Regions from separate parts of the Mus musculus genome. Here all the other regions are linked to region 2. Evidence: chromatin contacts called from public HiChIP or PLAC-seq and promoter capture Hi-C data. All regions are on one chromosome and are shown on one strand. Each heading gives the region's core, a stretch centred on a gene start, on an enhancer-like site or on the middle of the called end of the contact. The rest is flanking DNA. Distances are from core to core; before and after follow the strand shown.

Region 1 (3,587 bases), core at 273-2,772, 370 kb before region 2:
CCCCCCTGAGCTCTTAATTGTAGAAGGAATCATTTGTGCAATGCGTGGAAGCATTCACCTGTCAATAAAAACGCTGACTAGCCAATGAGCTGAGGCAGAACTAGAAGGTAGGACATCGGCAGAGATATAGAGTTGGAAGCATGGGAAATTGGCCCCAGACTGCAGATGGAGAGACACATGAAACTGAAGGAAAGAGAACTTGCCGGGTGACACTCACAGAATAGAATAATCAGGATTATTGAGATAAGAGCTAGTTGGGGAACAGAGCCAACACTCTGGGCTCCAGTATTTCTTCATTTATACTTGAGTCTCAGAGTCATTATTTCGGAGAACTTGGGTGTGGGTGTCGAAGCCCGCAGTTACACTGAAGGGCCCCCTTGTCCTTCAGGACCAGTTACAGATGTGGATCAGAGGCAACGTGAGCGCCTGTGCTCGCTCCATCTTCATCTTTGATGAGATGGACAAGATGCATGCCGGCCTCATCGACGCCATCAAGCCTTTCCTAGACTATTACGATGTGGTAGATGAGGTCTCCTATCAGAAAGCCATCTTCATCTTCCTCAGGTGAGGCTGTGGCTGGGACATGGTGGGACACCCTCGAGCTGGGGGCTTTGGGAAGAGGTGCAGTCCCTCCTCACTGCAATTGTTTCGGCAGCAATGCAGGGGCAGAGAGGATCACAGACGTGGCTCTGGATTTCTGGAAAAGTGGGAAGCAGAGGGAAGAAATCAAGCTCAGAGACATGGAGCCCGCCCTGGCCGTGTCGGTCTTCAATAACAAGAACAGTAAGTATGGCAGTCCACCCCCTAACCGTGCACCCCTACTGCTCCCCGGACCCGACGGAATCCTCGAGTGACCACTGTTAATGAGCTGCAGGAGGCTTTATAGATGAGTTGGTTAAGACAGGGTTTGCGCTACATTCCTTGTGGAGGAAGAGCAGGCAATTGAAGCAGAAGGCCACTGCAGATGGCTGCAGGAGGCAGTAACAGGGAAGGCCTCTCCCTTTGCAGTGTCTTCCCTCTGTCACAGACACTTGCCCTACCTTGTGGGGTAGGTAGATGCTGGCTGGCTGCTTCTTACCGAGGACACAGGCGGCAGGAGGATCTTGTACAGCACCAGGCAGCCAGTACTCAGAGCTTTTGACTCTCAGCTCAACTGCTTCTCTGGCTACTGTCATGCAGACCTTTGACCTTGAACCCTACAAGGCAGACAGCCACGAAGGTTACTCACTGGTTATCTCACCAGGTCGAAGGTTACTCACTGGTTATCTCACCAGGTCGTTGAGGTGACAAAAGGCTACAGGCCCCACTGGAAACATGCTCACCAAGAAATCCGCATTGAAGTTAGGTGACTAGCTAGCACAGTGCGTTCTGTTACTCTGTGCAGATGGAATATTGAGAAAAGACAAACCTTTTTGCTCTCTCTTGATGCTATAAAGGATGGCTGCACACAACAGGAAGAACAGATTGATGGGCAGCACTGTGTGTGTGTGGGCGTGCGTGGTGTGCTTGTGTGGTGAAGGCAGGAGGAGCTCCTGCGGGGCTGTAGCAGGGATAAGGGATAATTGAGAACTCTGTCATGGCTGGTAGACAGTAGTGCTGGGGTGGACAATGAGAGCAGTCTTGGGAGGAGGACACATTGGGCCACCTTGAAGGGAGACATTTGCTGAGGACACATATCTCAGTTGGCGGTATATGGGTGGTTTTGCTTTTATGTGGTTCACACTTTTGCTTTTATGTGGTTCACACTCAAACCCAGGGCCGTGCACACGCCAGCTAATTGCCCTACCACCAGCCCAGCTGGTATTTTTAAGCCGTGTGACCATTTGAAGTCACTGGTTCTGCTGAGCGCTTGTGCTCGGGGTCACCTCCCCAGCCAGGCAGATGCCCCCAGCTACACCCTTAGGGTTCTGGCGCAGAGGCACTGGTGACTGCTCCACAGTCGGTTTGCTCTTTGCTGTGGCCACAGGTCCTCCCCCAAGTACATCAGTGCAGAGCACCGTTCTGAGAAAACAGACCCTGGGCTCTCTGCACAGCTTGCATTGGGAGCCAGAGCACAAAGACTAATAGGCTAGGCAGGACACCAAGACATGTCACGGGCTCTTTAGGGCATCCTGCAGGTACTGAATCAAGTGTTTCCAGGACTGGACGGCTGAGCTATGCAGAACTAGACTTTTGTAGGGAAAATGTTGTCAGAATCCCGACCCTTGAGGTGCACAGCCTTGCTGGCACGCCTTATTACTCAGGGAAGTCTAGGTGTTGCTTCCGGAATGCTCTGCAGGGTTTAGGAACTGGCAGGCAGCAGCTGTGGATTCCTTAATTGCAGGTCCAGCTATGGAAGCTCTAGTTGGAGATTGGCTGGTGGAGTCTGTGGCTGGCTCTCCCTTACCTCTTTTTTTCGAACTTCTTCCAATCTGTCCACCAGCTTCTCACCACTGCCTGGGGCCCAGCACAGTGTGGTGCAAGTGGCCATCTAGTCTGCCTCCCATCTCAAAGGCACACAGGAGAGGCCTTTCCAAGCCCAGAGCTCTAAAGTGTCTGTTTTAAAGCTTTTTTGTGTGTTTCTCATTTTTGTATGCCTATGTATGTGTATGTCAGTATCCAGAGAAGGTTTTGCATCCCTGGACCCAGAGTTGCACGTGGTTGTGAGCAGCCTGAGGCGTACTGGGACCCAACTCAGGTCCTCTGCAGTGAGCAACAAGTGTTCATGTTGGTTTGTTTTCGTGTAACATGGTTTCTCTGTTTAGCCCTGGCTGTCCTGGAACTCACTCTGTAGACCAGGCTGGCCTTGAACTCAGATCCACCTGCCTCTGCCTCAGGAGTGCTGGCATTAGAGGTGTGCACTGTTAAAGGCATTCTTAACTAATGAGCCCCAAAGGTGTCCCCTTATGTCACCCTGCCCTTGCTGTCCCTGCTGCATCCCAAGGCAGTACTCATGGGCAGTTCTCAGCTTGTCTCTCTTCCTCACTGTATGGAGATGGGTAGCATGGCCCCCAGTGAACACCTGGTAATTATCCTGTCTGGACCGATCATTGTTATGTGTCACCTTTCTGTCTTTCCCAGGTGGCTTCTGGCACAGCAGCCTCATTGACCGGAACCTCATAGATTATTTTGTCCCCTTCCTGCCCCTGGAGTACAAGCACCTGAAAATGTGCATCAGAGTGGAGATGCAGTCCCGAGGCTATGAAGTAGATGAGGACATCATCAGCAAGGTAGCGGAAGAGATGACGTTCTTCCCCAAGGAGGAGAAGGTCTTCTCTGACAAGGGCTGCAAGACTGTGTTCACCAAGCTGGACTACTACCTGGATGACTGAGGCCGGCTGCCAGGGCTGTGTCAGTCCGCTCCTCCCCAGAAGAGGCTTGGACACTTCCTGCTGAGGTTAGCGGGAGAATCCTGTTTCTGCTCCTCAGAGCCTGCAGGTGACCGCGCTGTAGGGACCACAGATGCAACATGGACCTGAAGCTCCTGGAGCCTCCAGAGATGAAAGCAGCTCCCAGCATTCTGGACTTGTGATTTTTTTAAAATTATGTTTTAATTTCAGGTGTTTCTGTTTTGAGGCAGAACAAGTAAGTTTTACTGCAAATGTGAT
Region 2 (3,526 bases), core at 686-3,185:
CACACACGCACACGCACACCGCACATGCACACGCACATGCAAAGGTCAGCTTCCACCCAATTTCCAGGTAAGCAAGGAAATAGTTGGGGTGAGAAGGCTCCGGAAGGGGAGTGGGGAAGAAACCAGTCAAATGGACAAGGGAAGGGTGGTCTCAAGCAGCTATGTCACACAGCTCTCCGAAGCTGGGTTCTTCAGACGGACAAGTCTATGGCTGCCTCCTGGAAAGTGAGCTACCCTTCTTGACTCTTTGTTGGCCAGCAGGGCTGGGGCTGGGGCAGAGGACTGACAAGAAGTGGTGGTCAATAACCCAGGGGTGAGAATGGGCTCTGGGGCTGGTGACATCGGCTCAGGATGACCTTCCAAGCCAAAGCAGAGGCTGGCACTGGGTGCCACAGATGCCCCACAGGAAGCTGCCACCTGTCACCCTGTTGGGGTCTTCATTAGGATAAGAAAGAAACAGAACTGTGGGGTGGGAGGTAGTTACAGGACTGTCAGAGCTTATGACACTGGAAGTCACGGAGAAGCTGTTCAACCAAGACCCCCCTGGCTCACTGGGCTTGGAAGGTCTCAGGTTAGCTATTCCAGCACCTTCTCTATCTCTCAGACTCCCTTCCATCTTCATCCCACGGCCTGGGAGAGGAGGCCTGGGTGGCTCCGGTCTGAGCACTCTCAAGCCTTGCTCAGTTCCTTGCCTCAGTTTCCCCATCATAGATTGCCAATAACAACAACACTTGCTAGGGGTGTTGTAGGGACTGCAGAGATCTTTGTGGGGTGATCACAGTCAGGAGCCAGTTCCAGTGTGAGCTACTCCTTCCTCCCCCCGCCCCGCCCCCCAGGCACTTTGCATCTTCCCAGCCCAAGGGTGGCATCTCCTGGGTGTTGTATAAGAAGCCCCAGCCCCACAGGGCTGAGGATGGCTGGCTGCCTATCAGATGAGACATCTGCGTGTTTCAGGCCTATAGCTGCCCGAGATCCCTGCCTCTGTCTGGCTTCTTAAACCACAGAGCAAGGAATTTGATATTTCCTTGTAAGGGCTATGGGCTTTTGTGGTTCCTGTCCTCCTTGGGCATACAGTCTGATTGTGAGTCAGGAACCCAGAGGCTGCAGCAGGAGGGCTGGGGCAGGAGATACTTTCCAGAGAAGATGCTCAGAGGAGGGGCAGGGGAGACAGAGGGTAGCAGAAACTGCTGGAGGCACCCAGGAGCTCACTGTGGGTCAGGGCAGACCCTTACATGAGCTCACTCATGGGGAGACCTTGGGTTGGATAATCAAGGGGAACCACTGCTTGCAAAATCCCTGTCACCTGTGAAGACATAGAACAGGTTCTACCATCACCACCCCCATTTTACATATGAAGAAACTGAGGTTCAGGGAGGACAGCAGCACCCCTCTAGTCCTGCAGCTTTGGTCTATCTCTAGAGAAACCTAGGACCAGCCTGCGTGAGGCCTGTCCAGATCTGGAAGGAAGGGACTAGGGACCAGGGGTAGGAGTTGGGATGGAGGAGCTGAAGGGGTGGGCAGCAAAACCAAAGCCAAATCCTATTAGTACTAGGCAGAGAGATGGAGGAATGTGGGTGAGGACAGGGTCAGTCGAGGAGAGGCCTGGAACCCCTAGAGCACCGGATAGTTCCCCCTCCCTCCCAGGTGCGACCCCTCAACTTCCCGGAAGACACCACCCCCAGCTGGGCGGAGAGAAGGCCCACCGCCCCCGAGCCGCCCAATCAGAGGCACTCCCAGTCTGATGGCGGAGGCGCGGGCTGAGGGTTCCCCGGGCCTTCGGGGGAGCCCGGGGACCTGACCCCGACTCGGTGCCCCCGGCCCCCGCCCCCAGCCTCATTAGCACCGACGCCGGTTGTCTCCCCTAGCTTTCCGGTGGCTCCAGAATTTAAAGGTTAAATCCTAACCTCATCTCAGCAGTTTCTCCGGGCTTTGCCTACCCAGCGCCAGTTGCTGGTAATTATATGCATCTCCGAGCAGCCAATCAGCTGTCAGACTGACAGATACTGATCTTTTCGTTTTATTTTTAGCTCTGTGCTTCCCCCTCTAGTTGCAAAAAAAAATTCTGTTTGTTCTGAAAGCCGCTGCCTGCAGCCCTGCAGCCTGCTCTCATCTCTCCTCCAGCCAGGCGCGAGCAGGCAGCCACTGAGGATGAAGCCTCCATCCCTTCTCCAAAGCAAGGACAAAACGGCCTCTGTCCCCAGCTAAGGGCCGGCCAGGACGAAGCCCCGCTGCTGCACAGGGCCGAGGCGTCCTCGGATGCACAGCCACGGGAGAGAAGATGGCTTTGGCCTGGAGAGGTTGCGGCATGGAATGGAGACAAATCCTGTCGGTGGCGCCCGGAGGCCAGGAGAGGGGCAAAGACAAACAAATAGCGGGGCAGAGCTTCACTGAGAGTGGAGGGGCTTACACAAGCCAGTGACCCCAGAAAAGCAATCACCTCACAAAATGAACAGAAAGGGGCCTAGAAGCTGCCCCAGCTCAGTTTTGCATGGGTAGGCCATGCTAGGCACACTGGACCCTTCTAAGTCACCTGCCATGGGAAAGGCCAGCGATATGCACCCCTGGAGTCCTTTTATGGATCGTTCTAAAAGGCTGTATGGGTCTTCCAGGAGGCCCCTGGTCATACAGTAGATTTTGGAGAGGTCTGATAGACTCTACGGTTTATAGAATTTCCCCTTGTGCCTCAACACTCTGCCCCGAACTCATGCTTGGCCGTAGATAAAGAGAAGCCGGCCAGCCAGGACAGGGCCAGGATCCCATCATGACTTCTCTCTGGAGGTAGAATCCAGTTTAGGACACTGGCCACAGAGGCCTGGATTTAAGCCCAGGTCATGTTTCTCAGCTCTGGGTCCCTAAACAACCACAAGCTCTCAAAGCCACAATGTTCCCATCCATGAAGTGGGTCTCAGGCATGCCTGCACCTCTGGGAGTGACTTGAGGGTAGTAAATGGTCACTCCTGGCTCCAGCACCCCGGGCCTAGCGCCCTAAGAGTATCACCAGGTCCTCTGTTTGGTAGATGGGGAAACTGAGGTTCATCTGACTCTTATTTGGCAGATCTGGGACTAGAACCCTCCCCTCCCTTTTTGGCTTCCTATTCTCTGACACCACAGATGGTGTGCTGAGAAGGCTGAGGAAAAGCGAGGAGAAGGGAATTAGGAGACCCAGCGAGATGGCGGGAGGCAGGAACACCCGGATCAATTACTTGCGCTATAAATTCTGCTGTTTTGCAAAGTGAGCACACAACCAGAGAAGCAGGGATCCCGATAGGACCTGGATTGAGCCGAGCATGCAGCACCCCAGCTGCCGATGAAAAGGATGAGCTGCAGGCTGGGGTGCTGCAGAGGTCAAGGGCCCACAAGTGGGGAGCTGAGGAGAGAATGCAGTTGAGCTCTTGGGAGAGTCAGCCTTTCTGCCGTCCCTAGCGGCTCTCTTCTCTATGCTGCTGGGTGGGAAGCCTGCCCTTTACTCCTGGCCCTGGACTTGGTTCAGAAGAGAGTCTCAACATGCCCATCCATAAAATGGGGT
Region 3 (3,740 bases), core at 1,189-3,688, 330 kb before region 2:
GTACGTCTGTCTCTGGGCCCAGGTCTGAAATCCTACCCTCAGGTGGCTGAGAGCCTAGGGAGGCCCCCGACAGGGCTGCGGTTCGGATGAGGACAGCGATTGTGCAAGAATGGACAGCCTTGCCCCAGCCTGTGTCTCCCGGCCTGAGTCATAGAGAAAGGAAGGAGACAGCGAAAAGCCCGAAGCCCCCTTGGATATCACGCCGCCAAGGCCTCCAGTGTGACGTGGTGACGTCATCACGGATGAGCTCAGCAGAGACACCTGAGGACAAGGTAAGCGGCCAGCAAGGGCTGGAGGTGGGGTGGGGAGTGTGTGAGCTCGATCTTGGAAAGGCCCCCGTGCTCCCCCTGCTGGAAGCTCAGCCTTTCCGCGACTGCTCCTCTGGGATTCTCATTTCTTTGGTTCCCTCAAGGACTTGCCCGGCTTTCCAGTTGGTGCCTGCTAGCTTTACTTCTCAAACACGCATGCTCATTGCGGGTGGAACTGGGGAGTGTTAATGGCCCGCTTCAACTACCGCCTCCAGCCAGGAGGAAGAGAGTTGTCTTCTGGGATAAAACGAAGTTCGGAAACGCAAGGCCAAGCAGTTAGTTCCCAGAGCTCCCCAATTCCCCAAGTCCCTGAGGATGGCGTTGAGGCAAGCCTTGGCGCTGTCCAGCATTCGTGTCTGGGTCCCTGGCTGTCCGTTGTACTTTGGGGTGGTAGTGTGGATGACAAAGGATGTTTTTGGGTGCCTGCTCCTTTAAGGTAGTTTTGAGAGCCCAGATTGGGAGCCAGACATTCTGGGTGGGTGAATGGGAGCTCCCAGCTGGCCCTGGAAGGAGGCAAACCAGGTGAGTCGCACACATACCTTGCTGACCAACAGCTCCATCTTCCTGGCTCTGTGGGGGATTTCATAGTCATATGTTATCCAGAGCATGTCTTGCTGGTGTGGAGCACAGTCATTGGCTGAGTCATGCCCCTCCTCCAAACTCCAGCTTCCTCATCTCCGGAGTGTGGGTAGGGCTAGGGCGTGGCTCAGTGGATAGAGCGCTGGCCTAGCATATCTGTAGCCCTGAGTTTCACCCCAGCACCTCATAAAGTGTCGCATGCTTGTAACCCTAGTACTTGGGAGGGAGAGACAGAGGTTCAAGGTCATCCTTGACCACAATGCAAGTTCAAGGGCTAGCTGGGGAGTTCTACCTGAAAAACAAAACAAACTAATAAAACCTTAAAGTGAAACCAGCCTGGTGGTACGCACCTTTAATCCAAGTCTCTCTGTCTGGTTGGTCCCTTCTCTGGTGTAGAAAGTGGCTCTTTTCTCTGCTGCTACCAACAGGCTTACAATGGTTCATACATCGCCCGTGGTGGCTTCTGTGGCCAGAACCATATCTGAGGAAGAGCCTGGTCCCAAGTGCAATGAGAGGCCTGCTGGCAGCCAGGGGCTCATCTGGTTGTCACTGAGACACTGGGCTGGGAAGGGGTGGGGTCTTGAGACACCGTGGAGTGGAGTTAGGCGATGGGGAGCCACACACACAGAATGTCTTAAAACCCTAAGGTACCCAGAGAAAGTATGGTCTCCAAGCCCGGGGGTGGAAGAGTCTGAGCCTCTCTGGTTTGTGAAGGCTGACAGCTGCTCTGCTATGGCTGGGGCAGAGAGTCCATGAGACCGCCAGGATAAGCAGACCTCTAGTGGGCATTCACGGTATTGCAGGCAGGTGAGCCAGTCAGCGTTAAAAGCAGTTTTCCAGAGTCGTTTGTGAGTTCATGTCTTTCCATTTAAAATTTATTTTTATTTGTGTGTGTGTGTGTGTGTGTGTGTGTGTGTGTGTGTGTGTGTGTGTGTGTGTGCGTACTTGTCTGAACGTGCACATCATGTATAAAGTGCCCACAGAGACCAGAAGAGGGTGTCAGATTTCCCTGGGACTGGAGTTAGGGGATGTTTGAGTCATCATGTGGGCTCAGGGAACTGAACTTAGGTCCTCTGCAAGCAAGGCAGTGCTCTTTCCCGCTGAGCCGTGTCTCTGTACCAGCTGCTCACAGCTCTAGTTCCTCGTGGTCTATTTGGGCCCATCCCGCCTACCTTCCCATCAGGGCTTCAGAGGAGCACTGGGTGCTGCCATAGGTACCCACTGCTACCTGTGACCAGGTGCTCTCTGCTGTCCAATCAGCTGCACCACGGTGACAGGAGCATGAGTCCTTACAGGGACAATTCCTCATGGCTGCTGGTCTGGGGAAACATATGTCCATCTGGGTATATAAAAGAAATGATGTGTCATAGGGACATGGCAGAGGCCTGAGTTCTGGGCCTTGTCCAGTATATGGTTTGGCTGCCTGCCTGTTAGCCAGGTTTTGGGAGAGCTCTGAAGCCTTCTCTGTCTTCTTCCCTACTACTGCACTGTTGTGGGTGATCACGCGCATCACACATGTGTTCCCAGCCCTTTGGCCTCTATCAGTTCTGACTGTGTGTGTTCCCCGGATGACCCTGTGGGAAGGGCACCAGCCTCACCCAGCTTGGGGAGTGAGGCGTTGTGTAACTCCCCCCACCACCACCACCAAATTTCCCTCCTCTGGCTTGCTGCTAAAGATTTGAAATGTAGGGACATTTGCAAATGAGCCAACTTCCTGAGTGTCTCAGCGGCTGCTGAGTGTTTGTTGATGCTAGGTAAGTGTTGGGGGACTCATTTCCGGCCCCCTGTGGCTGGCTAGATTGGATACAAGCTCATCCTCTGTGTAAGAGCTTAGCCTCAGGAAGGAACATGGCCTAGTTGAATCTCAGTTCTTAAAATAGCAACAGCAGAGTGTGGAGTAAAGGGCTTGCCACACAGGCCTGAGGATCCGAATTAGATCCCCAGGGGCCGTGTGTAAAACCAGTGTGATGGTGCGTGGCTGGAACCCCAGCACTAAGAAGGGGAAGACAGACAGATGCCTGGGGATCCCCGGAGCTCCAGCCAGCCAGCCTCAAATCAGAGAGCTCCAGGCTCAGTGAGAGTCCTTGTCTCAAACAATAACGTGGAAGAGCTGGAGTGGTGGCTGATGGGCGAGAGCACTTTTACCGCTGTTACACAGGCCCTGGGTTTGGCCGGAGGGTCACGACCGCCTGTACCTCCAGCTCCAGTGGACTGTATACCCCCAGCAAGCACCCACACATGTGGCACACACTCAGCTAGATATAGGCACGGAAAATTCAACTTCAGCCCCTGGCCTCTGCGTGCATGTACACACCAGGCATGTGCACAGACATGTACACACACACACACACACACACACCAACAGCAACAGCAACAATAACTAACCCTTAGGACACTCACAACTCCTGCAGAGCCTGGAACATCCCACGAGAGTGAGAGGCCAGCTACTTTCATGCATGTTTTATAGACAGAAGCTGAGGCTCAGAGAGGCACACTATATAGGAACTAGATGTTGGATCCGACATGGGCTCCTTCTTGCTTCTCAGCCAACTCAAACCCAACAGCTTGAGTTTGACCCTGGGACCCACATGCTGGAAGGAGAGAACTGATTCCTGCAAGCTGTCCTCTGCCTTCCATACTCCAGCTGTGGCACTCACCCCTCCCCCATAAAGTAAATAAAAATATCGATTTAATGTATAGTATAGTCAGAGGAAAATAATGTTTCACACGGAAACACCTTCCAGCTGGCACAGTTATTGCTGATGGGCATTTGAGGAGCCTCAGTTTGTCATTACAGAGCCCTGCTCTGCCCATGATGGCCATCACAAGTCAGACGTGGTCATTGAGTACCCA

What was found. Promoter capture Hi-C pulls out the DNA fragments that hold promoters and counts their contacts. HiChIP or PLAC-seq counts read pairs in DNA pulled down with a chosen protein or histone mark.
Region 1: a contact with region 2 is called in a promoter capture Hi-C map of hippocampal neurons, with 4 times the contacts expected there. The contact joins the enhancer-like site here to the promoter of Cstad in region 2. A contact is called at or near these places in 2 of 39 promoter capture datasets (the SN4741 cell line and hippocampal neurons), 5 of 115 datasets of contacts at active chromatin or transcription factors (bone marrow-derived macrophages, embryonic midbrain, large pre-B cells and 2 more) and 2 of 9 other capture datasets (adipose tissue and pancreatic islet).
Region 3: a contact with region 2 is called in an H3K27ac HiChIP or PLAC-seq map of VIP interneurons, with 4 times the contacts expected there. The contact joins the enhancer-like site here to the promoter of Cstad in region 2. A contact is called at or near these places in 2 of 39 promoter capture datasets (the SN4741 cell line and neural stem cells), 12 of 484 Hi-C or Micro-C datasets (the Ba/F3 cell line, the N1E-115 cell line, cardiomyocytes and 8 more), 8 of 115 datasets of contacts at active chromatin or transcription factors (VIP interneurons, bone marrow-derived dendritic cells, craniofacial prominence and 5 more) and 1 of 9 other capture datasets (adipose tissue).

The regions. Positions count from the first base shown.
Region 1 is chr2:30,960,671-30,964,257 of GRCm38.p6, reverse strand. Tor1a (torsin family 1, member A (torsin A)) reads left to right here. Exons shown (of 5, transcript NM_144884.2): 3 at 389-564; 4 at 656-783; 5 at 3,061-3,587. The coding sequence ends at 3,311. It also overlaps a transcript of Tor1b not described here. Among named protein-coding and RNA genes, the nearest start is that of Tor1a, 5.5 kb to the left of the region's middle. Within about 2 kb of position 1,522, at least 12 of the 459 cell types and tissues checked have an H3K27ac peak or open chromatin away from gene starts, as enhancers often do. A contact at or near this core is called in hippocampal neurons, where this site is marked.
Region 2 is chr2:30,593,453-30,596,978 of GRCm38.p6, reverse strand. It overlaps Cstad (CSA-conditional, T cell activation-dependent protein), which reads right to left and starts at 1,935. Exons shown (of 2, transcript NM_030137.2): 1 at 1,905-1,935. The coding sequence starts at 1,909.
Region 3 is chr2:30,926,294-30,930,033 of GRCm38.p6, reverse strand. It overlaps a transcript of Ptges not described here. Among named protein-coding and RNA genes, the nearest start is that of Tor1b, 25 kb to the left of the region's middle. Within about 2 kb of position 2,438, at least 92 of the 459 cell types and tissues checked have an H3K27ac peak or open chromatin away from gene starts, as enhancers often do. A contact at or near this core is called in VIP interneurons, adipose tissue, bone marrow-derived dendritic cells and 1 more, where this site is marked.